Linked DNA regions of Sus scrofa: regions 2 and 3 are each linked to region 1. A link is a contact called in public promoter capture Hi-C data. All regions are on one chromosome and are shown on one strand. The core of a region is the stretch at or near the end of the contact, and the rest is flanking DNA. Distances in the headings are between cores, read along the strand shown.

What was found. Promoter capture Hi-C pulls out the DNA fragments that hold promoters and counts their contacts.
Region 2: a contact with region 1 is called in a promoter capture Hi-C map of fetal skeletal muscle, with 5 times the contacts expected there. The contact joins the promoter of ZFYVE9 here to the promoter of SELRC1 in region 1. A contact is called at or near these places in 3 of 5 promoter capture datasets (fetal liver, fetal skeletal muscle and liver) and 3 of 47 Hi-C or Micro-C datasets (fetal heart ventricle, fetal skeletal muscle and heart right ventricle).
Region 3: a promoter capture Hi-C map of liver shows a contact between it and region 1, with 3 times the contacts expected there. The contact joins the promoter of KTI12 here to the promoter of SELRC1 in region 1. A contact is called at or near these places in 2 of 5 promoter capture datasets (fetal liver and liver) and 1 of 47 Hi-C or Micro-C datasets (embryonic fibroblasts).

What each region holds. Positions count from the first base shown.
Region 1 is chr6:159,510,436-159,514,085 of Sscrofa11.1, forward strand. It overlaps SELRC1 (Sel1 repeat containing 1), which reads left to right and starts at 1,427. Exons shown (of 4, transcript NM_001243594.1): 1 at 1,427-1,604. The coding sequence starts at 1,499.
Region 2 is chr6:160,072,676-160,076,217 of Sscrofa11.1, forward strand. It overlaps ZFYVE9 (zinc finger FYVE domain-containing protein 9), which reads right to left and starts at 1,800. Exons shown (of 18, transcript XM_021096648.1): 1 at 1,470-1,800. It also overlaps the pseudogene LOC110261408.
Region 3 is chr6:160,152,556-160,156,311 of Sscrofa11.1, forward strand. It overlaps KTI12 (protein KTI12 homolog), which reads left to right and starts at 2,359. Exons shown (of 1, transcript XM_021096660.1): 1 at 2,359-3,756. The coding sequence starts at 3,435. TXNDC12 (thioredoxin domain-containing protein 12) reads left to right here. Exons shown (of 8, transcript XM_021096661.1): 3 at 704-764.

The DNA.
Region 1 (3,650 bases), core at 177-2,676:
AAATCTGGGACCTATCCAGAGAACAGAAAGTTGGGTGAGGTATGCGGGAGAAGAGGCAGGAGATAAGGCTAGAGTCAGATTGCACTTAGAGGGTCTTGGAGACCAGGCAAAGAGAGGTGATCTCAAAATCAAAGGTTGGGGCTTCTCTATATGAGAGATGTATTAAAGGATCTCCCAAGGTGATCAGGTGTCTAAGAAACCACTAGTAAATGTGGAATGACAACTGGAATGTGTTATCCTATGAAAGATGTGTTATGGACTTGAGTGTAAAATCATTTAAATCTTTAAAATAAAACTGGAATTTCGAAGACGTTTCCCAGGTTCAGCAAGCTACTCTCTAACAAGGACGTGGTTGGAAGTGGTCCATTCTCTGACGCCCTTAAGGATAGGTTAATAGTGGAGCCATTTGGAAGCAATGCTAGAGGTGCTGGGAAACCAAGGACTTGAGCTCCCCTCAGGGACATAGGCGAGGGCTGGCTGGGACTCAAAGAGAAATAGGAACTGACTGTCTTTGGAGAGCGTTCAGTCTAGGCTTTATGGAACTGATGATTCTAAGAAGAAAAAGCAAAAACCAGCTGAAATTCCTCTTTTCTTTCCCATATCCTTGACTTTTCCTTTTGTACTTCATTCTTTTATTCAAAAAATATTCATTGCACAGCAAATTTCGTATTTCCTGTGTGACCTTTGGACAATTTACTCTCTGTACCTCAGTTTCTTTCCTCATCAGCAGAATGGGGGGAATAACTCCTACCCACAATGAGTGCCTTCATGAGAATTAAATGAGGAAGCTCTTCAAATAGAATCTGAAACAAAGTTTAGCCCTGTTTAAGCATTAGCTATTATAACAGTATTATTACTGCTACTGTGATCCGGCTATCATCTTCCACAGCCATTCATTCCTTGGGTCACTCATGTTGGAGGCAGAAGGTGGGAATGGGAGGAAAAGAGAGATGAATCAGACTTTTCACTGCACTTGCAGCGACTTAAGAATATTGGTTTGTCCAGCTACAGCTGGCCCATAATGGGTGCTCAAAATACTTGCTGAATGGATAAACAAAAGCTTTCCTTCTAAACTGCAAGCCCTTTAATGGCAGGACCCATACTTCCTCGCTGTTGTATTACTAGCACCAAGCACTTGGTGAGGCATATGGTAGGCGCCTAGGCAACACCGAATTAACGAAAGAGCGGACAGATGGAGAGATAAATGACCAGAAGCGGAGAAGCATTAAAGCCACAAGACTGGCACAGTAAAGTGCTACAGAAAGACTGCTACCAGACCTGAGGAAAAGGTGAGACAGCCAAAGCCTAACAGCCAGAGAGCAGAGGAAAAGCTCAAGCTCCCGGCGCGCCGGGCTTTCAGGCCGCCGGAGGGAGCGGCGGACCTCGGCGGCAAGCCCCGCCCAAGCCCCGCCCCTCCGCCGCTCACGTGACCTGGGCGGGCGTACGGCGCGCGCCGGGGCAGAGCGGCGGGGTGATTTTGACTGACCGAGCGAGAGCCATGGCGGGCCTCGTGGACTTCCAGGACGAGGAGCAGGTGAAGTCCTTTCTGGAGAACATGGAGGTGGAGTGCAATTACCAGTGCTATCAGGAGAAGGACCCGGACGGTGAGCCCCGCCAGCACGGCCTAGGTTCACGTGGGGGCTCCGGACGCAGGGGCGGGAGTTGGACGGGTCACGTGAGGGATCTCTGAGGGGATCTGGAAGGGGTCACCGGCCGGGGACACGGGGTGTGTGGGACACAGACGGCCTTGTGGAGGGGCGGGGAGGGGTCGGTTGGCTTCCGCAAGGACTTGCTGGGCTCGCCGCGGGAGAATGCTCTGCCTGGAGGCCGGGCGGGAAGGAAAAGAAGCGTTTGGGCACGTGGAGGAGAGACCCTGGGGCTACGTCAGTGATCGGATAAAAAGCCGCGTCCTCAGGGAGCTTACATTCTAGTGGGGGTACTGGACAGTAAACACAGAGAAACACATGTGTAGCATATTAGAAATTAATAAGTGCAGTGGGAAAAGGAACTGGCTGAGAGGTACCAGAATTCAGGAAGGCAGTTTTAAATCGAGTGATTAGGGAGAATCATGAGAGTGACATTTGAACAAAGTGTAGAAGGTAAAGGAGATCCATGCCAGGCAGAGCTAGGCCCAATGAAAAGGCGCAGCGAGGTGAGTGTGCTCAGTGTGTTCTGGGAACATGAGTTGACTTCCCTGTGTGGGCGATGTGCAGGAGAGGTTGCCCAGAGCAGCCAGTACCTTTGGAGTGGTTTTCTTCTTCCTACTTTTTTTTGGGGGGAGGGGGGTGGCTCTTCTGTGGCACACCGAAGTTCCAGGGCCATGGGTTGTAACCAGAGCCACAGCGTGGCAGTGCTGGATCCTTAATCCACTGTGCCACCAGGGAACTCCTGCCTACTTTATTTTTATAAAAGAAAAAAAAAAAAAAAAAAGGCACTGGGCCTGTCTTCTAGTAGCTTGCAGTCTAGCTGCACGCTGTGGCATGAACCTGTAGTCCCAGGAGTTACTTGGGAGGCTGAGGCTGGAGGATCCCTTGAGCCCAGGAGTTCTGGGCTACAATGTGCCATGTGGATCAGATGTCCACACTAAGTTTGGGATCAATATGGTGACTTCCCAGGAATGGGAGACCACTGGGTTGCCTAAGGAGGAATGAACTGGCCCAGGTGGGACACAGAGCAGATCAAGACTCCCATGCTGATCAACAGCTTGGAGTCTAGCTTGAAGCTGACCAACTACACAGAGTTGCTCTGCAGTGTGATGGCTTAAATCTTAAGAAGCCAGGGTTGTTCAGTAAGGCTAGTTCATGTCCTAAGTGTAGAGAGAAGGAGAATTCACAGGAGTGGAGTCACTGAGGAGCAGAATGGTTGGGAAGACATCTGGAAAATGTTGGGAGGAATAGGCAAGTAGTGTTGATTTAACAGAGCAGAAGGAGAGAAAAAAATGCTGTTCTTGGGAAGGTTGAAGTTAGAATGTATTCAGAAATAAGATTAACGAGGAACCCTGGGACACGGTGCCAATGCCTGGGGTAAGGCGTTTAGACTTTATTCTGTAGGCAATGAATGGAGAGCCATATATGTTTTTGTACTCTGGAGATAAAGCAAGCAGTGAAGTAGGGAGGGTGGATGTTTAAGAAAGACTGGCTGTGGCACGTTAGGCGAGCCTGAGAGGATGCTGTGGTTAACATAACTGCTTCTGTAGTAGACTTCAAAATCATCATTTCTCACCTGGATTACTGAAATAACTTTCTAACTTGACTCTCCATCTGCACCGCCACTCCCTTAAATTCTGTTCTTTACTCACAAAAATGATATTGTATTTTTTTTTTGCTGCACCTGCAGCATATGGAAGGAAGTTCCTGGGCCAGGTATGGACGTTATGGATCCTGGGATGGATCCTTAATCCACTATGCCGGGCCGGGGTTCAAACCCGCATCTCAGCAGTGCCCTGAGCTGCGTTAGAGACAATGCCAGATCCTTAACCCCCTGTGCCTTAGCAGGAACTTCTGGTAATTTAATATTTATTTTGCTGTATTAAATGCTTATTACATTTTGGAATTACACAAATAACACTTCTGTTGTTATCAGTGTTGGAGTGTGTCCCCTCACACTTATCTTTCTCCATATTCATCCTGACACAGGCAAACATATATACT
Region 2 (3,542 bases), core at 550-3,049, 560 kb after region 1:
AAAACAATACAAGGCTATGGCATCTAATAGAACAGGTCCTCAAAAAAAAAAGTTCAATACACAAAACCTCCTTAAAACTGAAGCTGCACAGGAGGTAAATCAGGGGTCTTTTAGGTAGTAGCTAATAAATTCAACTATGACTGCAACGTAATTTAGCAAAACATTTTTATACAAATGACTGGATGTTAAACAGTAAAATGGAACAGTTAACTCTGAAGCTAATACAGAGATAATAATTTAAAAATCACCAGTAATACAAGCCATTTTAAACTTTAAGTGACCAAAACGTTCTGTAAGATGATGGGTGACTTTTCCCCTATTATTAAACATTTACTGAGGGTCAGCACAGTACTTCTCTGTACTTTTCAAATTTTCTACAATAAACATATATTTTCAGGATTATAAAAGTTTTATAAGTACTTAATAATCCTCCATACTTCACATACATTATAGGAAAACAAGAATAACCTGAACCACATTTATCATAAATACCCAAAGGGCTGACTTAATGGTATCAAACCGTGATCACCAACTTTTTTTTATATTAATACCAAAATAAATCACTTAATTACTAAAATCTAGAATATGTCCTATTTCCATCAGGTCTCTGTTACTGGGATAGTTAGCATGACTTTTTAAAATCCTCTTGTCATCCATCCTATGGATCTATTTAGGGGGACAATTTTGAACCACGGACTAAGGCATTACAATACTCACACTCTTACGGGGGGGAGGGGTGATGGGGGGAACAGACCTTTGTTTTTTTAAAAAAGATGTTTTTCTAATTTTGAGTATTATCTGGGAGACGTTAACATCTCAAAGCTGGAATGGGGCTTTCTCCGAGGCAGACCACGCTTAGAAGCAAAAGGTAACAGAAGCAGCAGAGATGAGCTGCCGGTAGGTGATGAAATTTCACCTCAAAGAAGACGCAAAAGGTTGTTTTCAAGCCAGTCGGATGGGTGAATGACACTCCAGGGAGTTCCAAGGGCTTCCAGGGCCCCGCGCTTTCCGCACCGGCTTTCTCACCCTCCCGCCCCCGACCCCCGGGACTCTTCGGGACTGAGCCTGGGGCGCGAGAAGCCCAGGCTGTTTGCAAACAGGCGTCCTCTGCCTCCCTCCGGGATGTACGTGCGGGGCCCAGGGTAAGAGGCTGCGCTCGGCCCGGGCCCGCGGCCAACCCGAAGGGTGCCAGGGACCCTGCCAGCCCCGCTCTCCACAGACGCGGCCGCCCCGGAGCCCAGGCCGGGGCAAGGGCTTCCCGGCGACGCGGGGCCTACTCGTCCCCCACGCGCCTCCAGCCCCCCGGGGGACGCGGGGAGGAAGGGCTGAGGCCCCCGAGCCTGGGTGGGGGAGGCGGCCGCAGCGGCAGGACGCCCCGTCCGCCCGGCCCGAGGTCTCGCCGCCAGGGCCCTCCCCGGGCGGCCAAAGGCCAGCGAGCCCGGGACCGCGCGACGCCGCGTCACACTCACCTCGAGCAGCGGCCGCCGCCGCCTCAGCATGGCCGGGGGGTCGTCCCTGAGCCCACAGCCTCCTCCGGAGGGCACCCGCCCGGCCCCAGGCGCCGCCGCCGCCGCCGCCGCGAAGCCTCCCACTCCTGAAGGGGCTGTGGTCGCCGCTGGTGCTGAGGCCCAGCGCCCGCCGAGCCTCATCGGGCTCCCGGGCCGCCGCAGCCACGCGGATCCCGCAGGAGCGCCGCTGAGCCGGGCGGGGGGTGCGAGGCTGCAGCGGGACGACCGAGGTGCTGCAGGCGGGGATCCTCGGCGAAGCCTCCAGCGTCGCCGTGGCCGCTCCTGCCGCCGGCGCCGCTGGGCCACAGCGCCCCCTGGACCCCACGCCCGGCTACGGCGCCGGGACTGCGGCGGCCGCCCGGGCACGAGCCGCAGGGAACGCGAGGGAGCGCGGCCTGGGGATGGCGGGGGCCCCGGGCTCCCTGCGTCGCCCTGGGGCCGCCGGACCGCCCCCGACGACGCCCCCCGGAAGCCCCTCGGTCCCCACCGACCTTAGTGGGTCTCCTCCCCACTCCCTAGGCCTCAGGCCATGAGCATCTTTACACCTTTTCCTTCTCTCCAGAAGGTACGTGAACGTTCCTCTCACTCGGACCTTCACCTGAGAGCAGGGATGTGAGGGGAATCTCCTGGATTTCACCTCTCGAGATTCAAGGGGTAGCCTTTGTAATCCGTTCAGTGCGTCTGGATGTAAGAAGGGTGACCCAGAATCAACCCCCCCCCCCACGCATCCTTTCCTGAAACAGATGAAGGAATTGTCTTTGACCTTAACTTTTTTTTGGATCTATTGGCAAATCATTTCAGGAATTCCCAACAGATACCAAACCCTTAACACCCAACCTCCCCCAAAATAGAACAAATTAATAATAATAAGACAAGCAAGAGAAGAAAATAAACGAGTTGTCCTGAAATTTATAAACAATCTAAAATTAAGAGAAAAACAATCCATATTCTAACACACTCCCCCACCCCCACCCCCACCCCCACTCCGCTCATCCATCCCCAGTCCCTTCCACATCCCAGGTAAGGCTCTAAAGGAAAGAAATTGTTATATTGTGGGGGCTGTGGAATCATTCTCTTTACAGGTACCCTATATTCGATCCCACTCAAACTCTAGGGTGAAAACATCAGAACCAAAAACAAAAGAAAGGCTCTCAGAGGGAAAAGAGGGAAAGAGAAATTGTTCAAATCCTCTGGTCCCCAGTTTTTCCAAATACATGATTTTATCATTAAGTATGTAGTAGAATGAGCAGGGTCTTTGGTGGCAGACAGATCCTGGCAGAGGCACCAATTCCAGCTCTGTTGTGTTTAATTTTATGATCCTGGGCAAGTTATATAATATTTAGGAACCTCGATTTTCTGATGCCTGCCTTGCTGATTGTTGCAAAGATTGGAGATAATTTTGCAAAGGAACTAGCCCATGGAAGTTACTCAATAAATGTTAGTTCCTATTACTGTTGATTCCGAAACACCCTCAGTCCTTAAATTCAAGATTTTTCTCATCTTTTTCTTTCAAAATCTGTGTGTGTGTGTGTGTGTTTTCCTATGGAAAGATGGGTGCATTAAAAAAAAATGGGTGCATTATTCTTCGTCATTCTTGGTCTGGGTAAAATTTCTTTAAATTTCACTAATGGACTTATATAACATCCCTCCACTGAAGAAGAATAGAGCCTAGTATACCTGATCCTATGACATTCTGTTGCATAGCAGATATCTGCAAAGAACCAATATATTCCTCTATATAAAAAAAAGAATTATAAGGCAATCTCACCTTACCTAAGGTTATGTCCTAATAATAATATATCTTAATGAGAAAATTATATAAGGTCTCTGGGAACTTTCAAATAATAATTGAGCAGCCACCTTAGAGAAAAATATAACCTAACAGCTCTCTTCCAATAAATGAAAGCTGTTCCTGTGTCTGCCTTCGCCACCTACTTCTGAGTCACATTACAAAAAAATCACTATCCCCTTTTTATAACAAGAGAAACTGGGGCTCAGAAGGAAGCTGTGATTCATCCGTGCAACAGTTCTAAG
Region 3 (3,756 bases), core at 1,109-3,608, 640 kb after region 1:
CTGATGTAAGAATTTGACTTTTCTTTTTAGGGCATACAGAAGCCTTTTTTTTTTTTTTTTTTTTTTTTTTAAACCCAGCAGAGATGTGATTTTAAAAGATCCCTCTGGCTGAAGTATGGGGAATGATAACAAGAATAGCTTAAATATCTGAAAATGTATTATCTCAAAATCCTTATACCACCCCTTGGAGGTATAGATATGATTGTCTTAATTTTTATAGATGAAGAAATTGGGTTTTGGAGAGCTTCTTTCATTCACAAAATTCACACATTTAATAGAAAGTAGAGCCACACACCCATGTCTTTCTGACTCTAAAACTATATTGCTGTATTGTTTCCAGTTAGTAGTCATTTGTTATGACCTGCTTTATTATTACTCTATAGAAAATTATCATTCATTCTTATAGCATTATTTGCATACTCTAAGTTAGTTTACAAAGCATTTCATAACCATTATTTAATCTCTTTAAAAATTGTGAATTAGGCGATGTTACCCTCAATTTACAGGAATGAAAAGCAAGACTTGAGGTATGGGACTGTCTGTGGCCCCATACACCTAGAAAGTGGTGGAGTTGGGACTTAAACACCACACTGTAGACAAAGGATAACATTTTTTATGGGTATCTTGTGAACACGCCACACTTCTTTCTTGGGTCTTTGCCCTTTGTTAATGCGTGAATGTTTATAAGGCTTTTTCCTTCCAGGTTTTGGAGATCACATTCATTGGAGGACACTAGAAGATGGGAAGAAAGAAGCAGCTGCCAGGTACAAGATATGGTTTTAGGTTGTTTATATGGTAAATACCCTTTCCAGCCATCAGCTTCACGTTAATTTCAGGCAAAGGATTATGCCAGGCAGAGCAAGAATGGAGTAGTTGCCTGAATGACAATAATAATAGCTAACATTTATTAAGTGCTTATAACATACCAGGCATTGAATTATATGAATTAACTCATTTAATTCTCTCAACAACTCATTTGAGGTGGGTACTATTTCTTTCATTTTACAGATGAGAAAACTAAAGCACAGAGCAGTTAAATAACTTACCTAAGATCACACAGCTAATTTGATTCAGACCCAGGCACCCTGGCTTCAGAGCCTACACTTCACCAGTAAACCATGCTGCCTAATACTCCCAAGTTGAATGATCTTAAGTTCCATGTAGGTTTAATATATGCACAGAAAACTGATTTGATGGAGGAGGAAAAGGCAGAGCGGGGGAGGAAAGGCTAAACACTGATCTATGTGCTTTACATTCATTAATTTTTTTATCTTCAAAACCTGTGTATGAGGTTGGTTTAGCCTGTGAAATAAAAACCATTATTATTTCACAGGAGAGAAAACTGAGATACAGAATAGTCAAGTAACTTGACAGTAGTTTACATAGCTAGTAAGTGGCGAAGCCAAGACTTGAGCATACTCAGAGTTCCTCTTGTGGCTCAGCAGGTTATGAACCTGACTAGTATACATGAGGATGTGGGTTCAATCCCTGGCCTCACTCAGGGGTTAAGGATCTGCTGTTGCTGTGAGCTGTAGTATAGGTTGCAGATGCAGCTCAGATCCCACACTGCTGTGGCTGTGGCATAGGCTGGCCGCTGAAGCTCCAATTCGACCCCTGGTCTGGGAACATCTACATACTGTGGGTGCGGCCCTAAAAAGCAAAAAAAAAAAAAGACTTGAACATTCTACTCTACTGTATTGGAGAGATACAGAGACCCAATATATGTGCATTTTATACACACACACGTACTTGCACAGAAACACTCATATTTCTGTGTCTACCAAGCTAGAGTGCTTGCTTTTCTCAGAACAGAGCTTCATGGCTGAGTCTCATTACTTCTGCAGAAGTAAGGTTGCCAGATTTAGCAAGTAAAAGTAAAGGATGCCCAGTTACTGAATTTTAGGTAAGCAATAAGTAATTCTAATTATGCTCAAGCAATATTTGAGACATACTTGTTTGTTTTTTGTTTTTGTTTTTTGTCTTTTTGCTATTTCTTTGGGCCGCTCCCGCGGCATATGGAGGTTCCCAGGCTAGGGGTCGAATCAGAGCTGTAGCCACTGGCCTACACCAGAGCCACAGCAATGCCAGATCCAAGCCGAGTCTGAAACCTACACCACAGCTCAGGCAACACCGGATCGTTAACCCGCTGAGCAAGGGCAGGGACCAAACCCACAACCTCATGGTTCCTAGTCGGATTCATTAACCATTGCGCCACGACGGGAACTCCCACACTTGTTTTTATATATTGATTTTTTTTTTTTTTCTTTTTCTTTTGGCACCTCCACTGGGCATATGGAGTTCCCTGGCCAGTGATCAGATCTGCCTATGTGGCAGCTGCAACAACACTGGATTTTTTTTTTTTTTTTTTTTTTTTTTTTGGTCTTTTGTCTTTTTAGAGCCACACCGCAGCATATGGAGGTTCCCGGGCTAGGGGTTGAATCGGAGCTGTTGCTGCTGGCCTAAGCCAGAGCCACAGCAATGCCAGATTCACGCCGCATCTGTGACCTACACCACAGCTAACGGCAATGCCAGATCCTTAACCCACTGACCGAGGCCAGGGATTGAACCCTCAACCTTATGGTTCCTAGACAGATTCATTTCTGCTGAGCCACAATGGGAACTCCCTACATGAATCTTTTAACCCACTGTGCCAGGCATCCAGTCTGTGTCCTAGCACTGCAAATATGCTGCAAATCCCTGTTGCGCCACAGTGGTAACTCTGAGACATACTTATTTTTAAAACATTTTTTGTTGATTATCTGAAATACAGATTTAACTAGGTATCCTATACTTTATCTGGTAACCTTACCCAGAAGAAATAGGACTATTCCTAGGTAAAGTCTTCAGTAATATCTGTGGGCAGTTTGTTTTTCTCTTTTACACCTCAACCTACCTCTATCCATTAGCGTGTATATTATTCTGCTAGTAGGTACCTGATTTTTCCCATGCAGACCTTTGGCCTCCTATGGGGGAACTGTTTTATGTTCATTTCTAAATCCCCAATCATGAAGATGTTTAATGATTGAAGTGGTTATCGAAAAACAGTTACTGCGTGTACAGGCTGTAAGGAATGAAAGGGAATTAGCATTTGTGAACTGCCTTCTATGTGCTTAGTGCTAATGGTTTTGCAATATTTAATGCTCTTTAAGGCCCCATTGTAAATGGATGGACCTAGTCCTCGACCACTGAGAGATCACATTCTTCTGAGACTTGTAATATTTTATATAAATAACGGAAGCCATTCTAAGCTCCCTCTCCTTTCAGAGAGACCGGGACCTAGCTCTAGTTGGCCAGAATTCCTGTTTCCATAGCAACAAGAGGTCCTGTAAGAGTCGTGGGAGGCAGGAAGTGCAGTTTGCATTTCCGTTTTGCGTCGGAAACTCGGGCAACCCGGAAGTTGACGGCGCAATTGCACATGGCCGCCTCCTGGGACGATGCCCCTCGTGGTGTTTTGCGGACTGCCGTACACCGGCAAGAGCCGGCGCGCGGAAGAGCTCCGCCGCGCCCTGGCGGCCGAGGGCCGCGCGGTATACGTGGTGGACGAAGCGGCGGTGCTGGGCGCGGAGGACGCGACAGTGTACGGCGATTCGGCCCGTGAGAAGGCCTTGCGTGGGGCCCTGCGAGCTGCCGTGGAGCGGCGCTTGAGTCGCCACGACGTGGTCATTATCGACTCGCTTAACTACATCAAGGGCTTCCGCTACGAGCTGTATTGCCTGGCTCGGGCGGCGCGCACCACGCTGTGCGTGGTCTACTGCG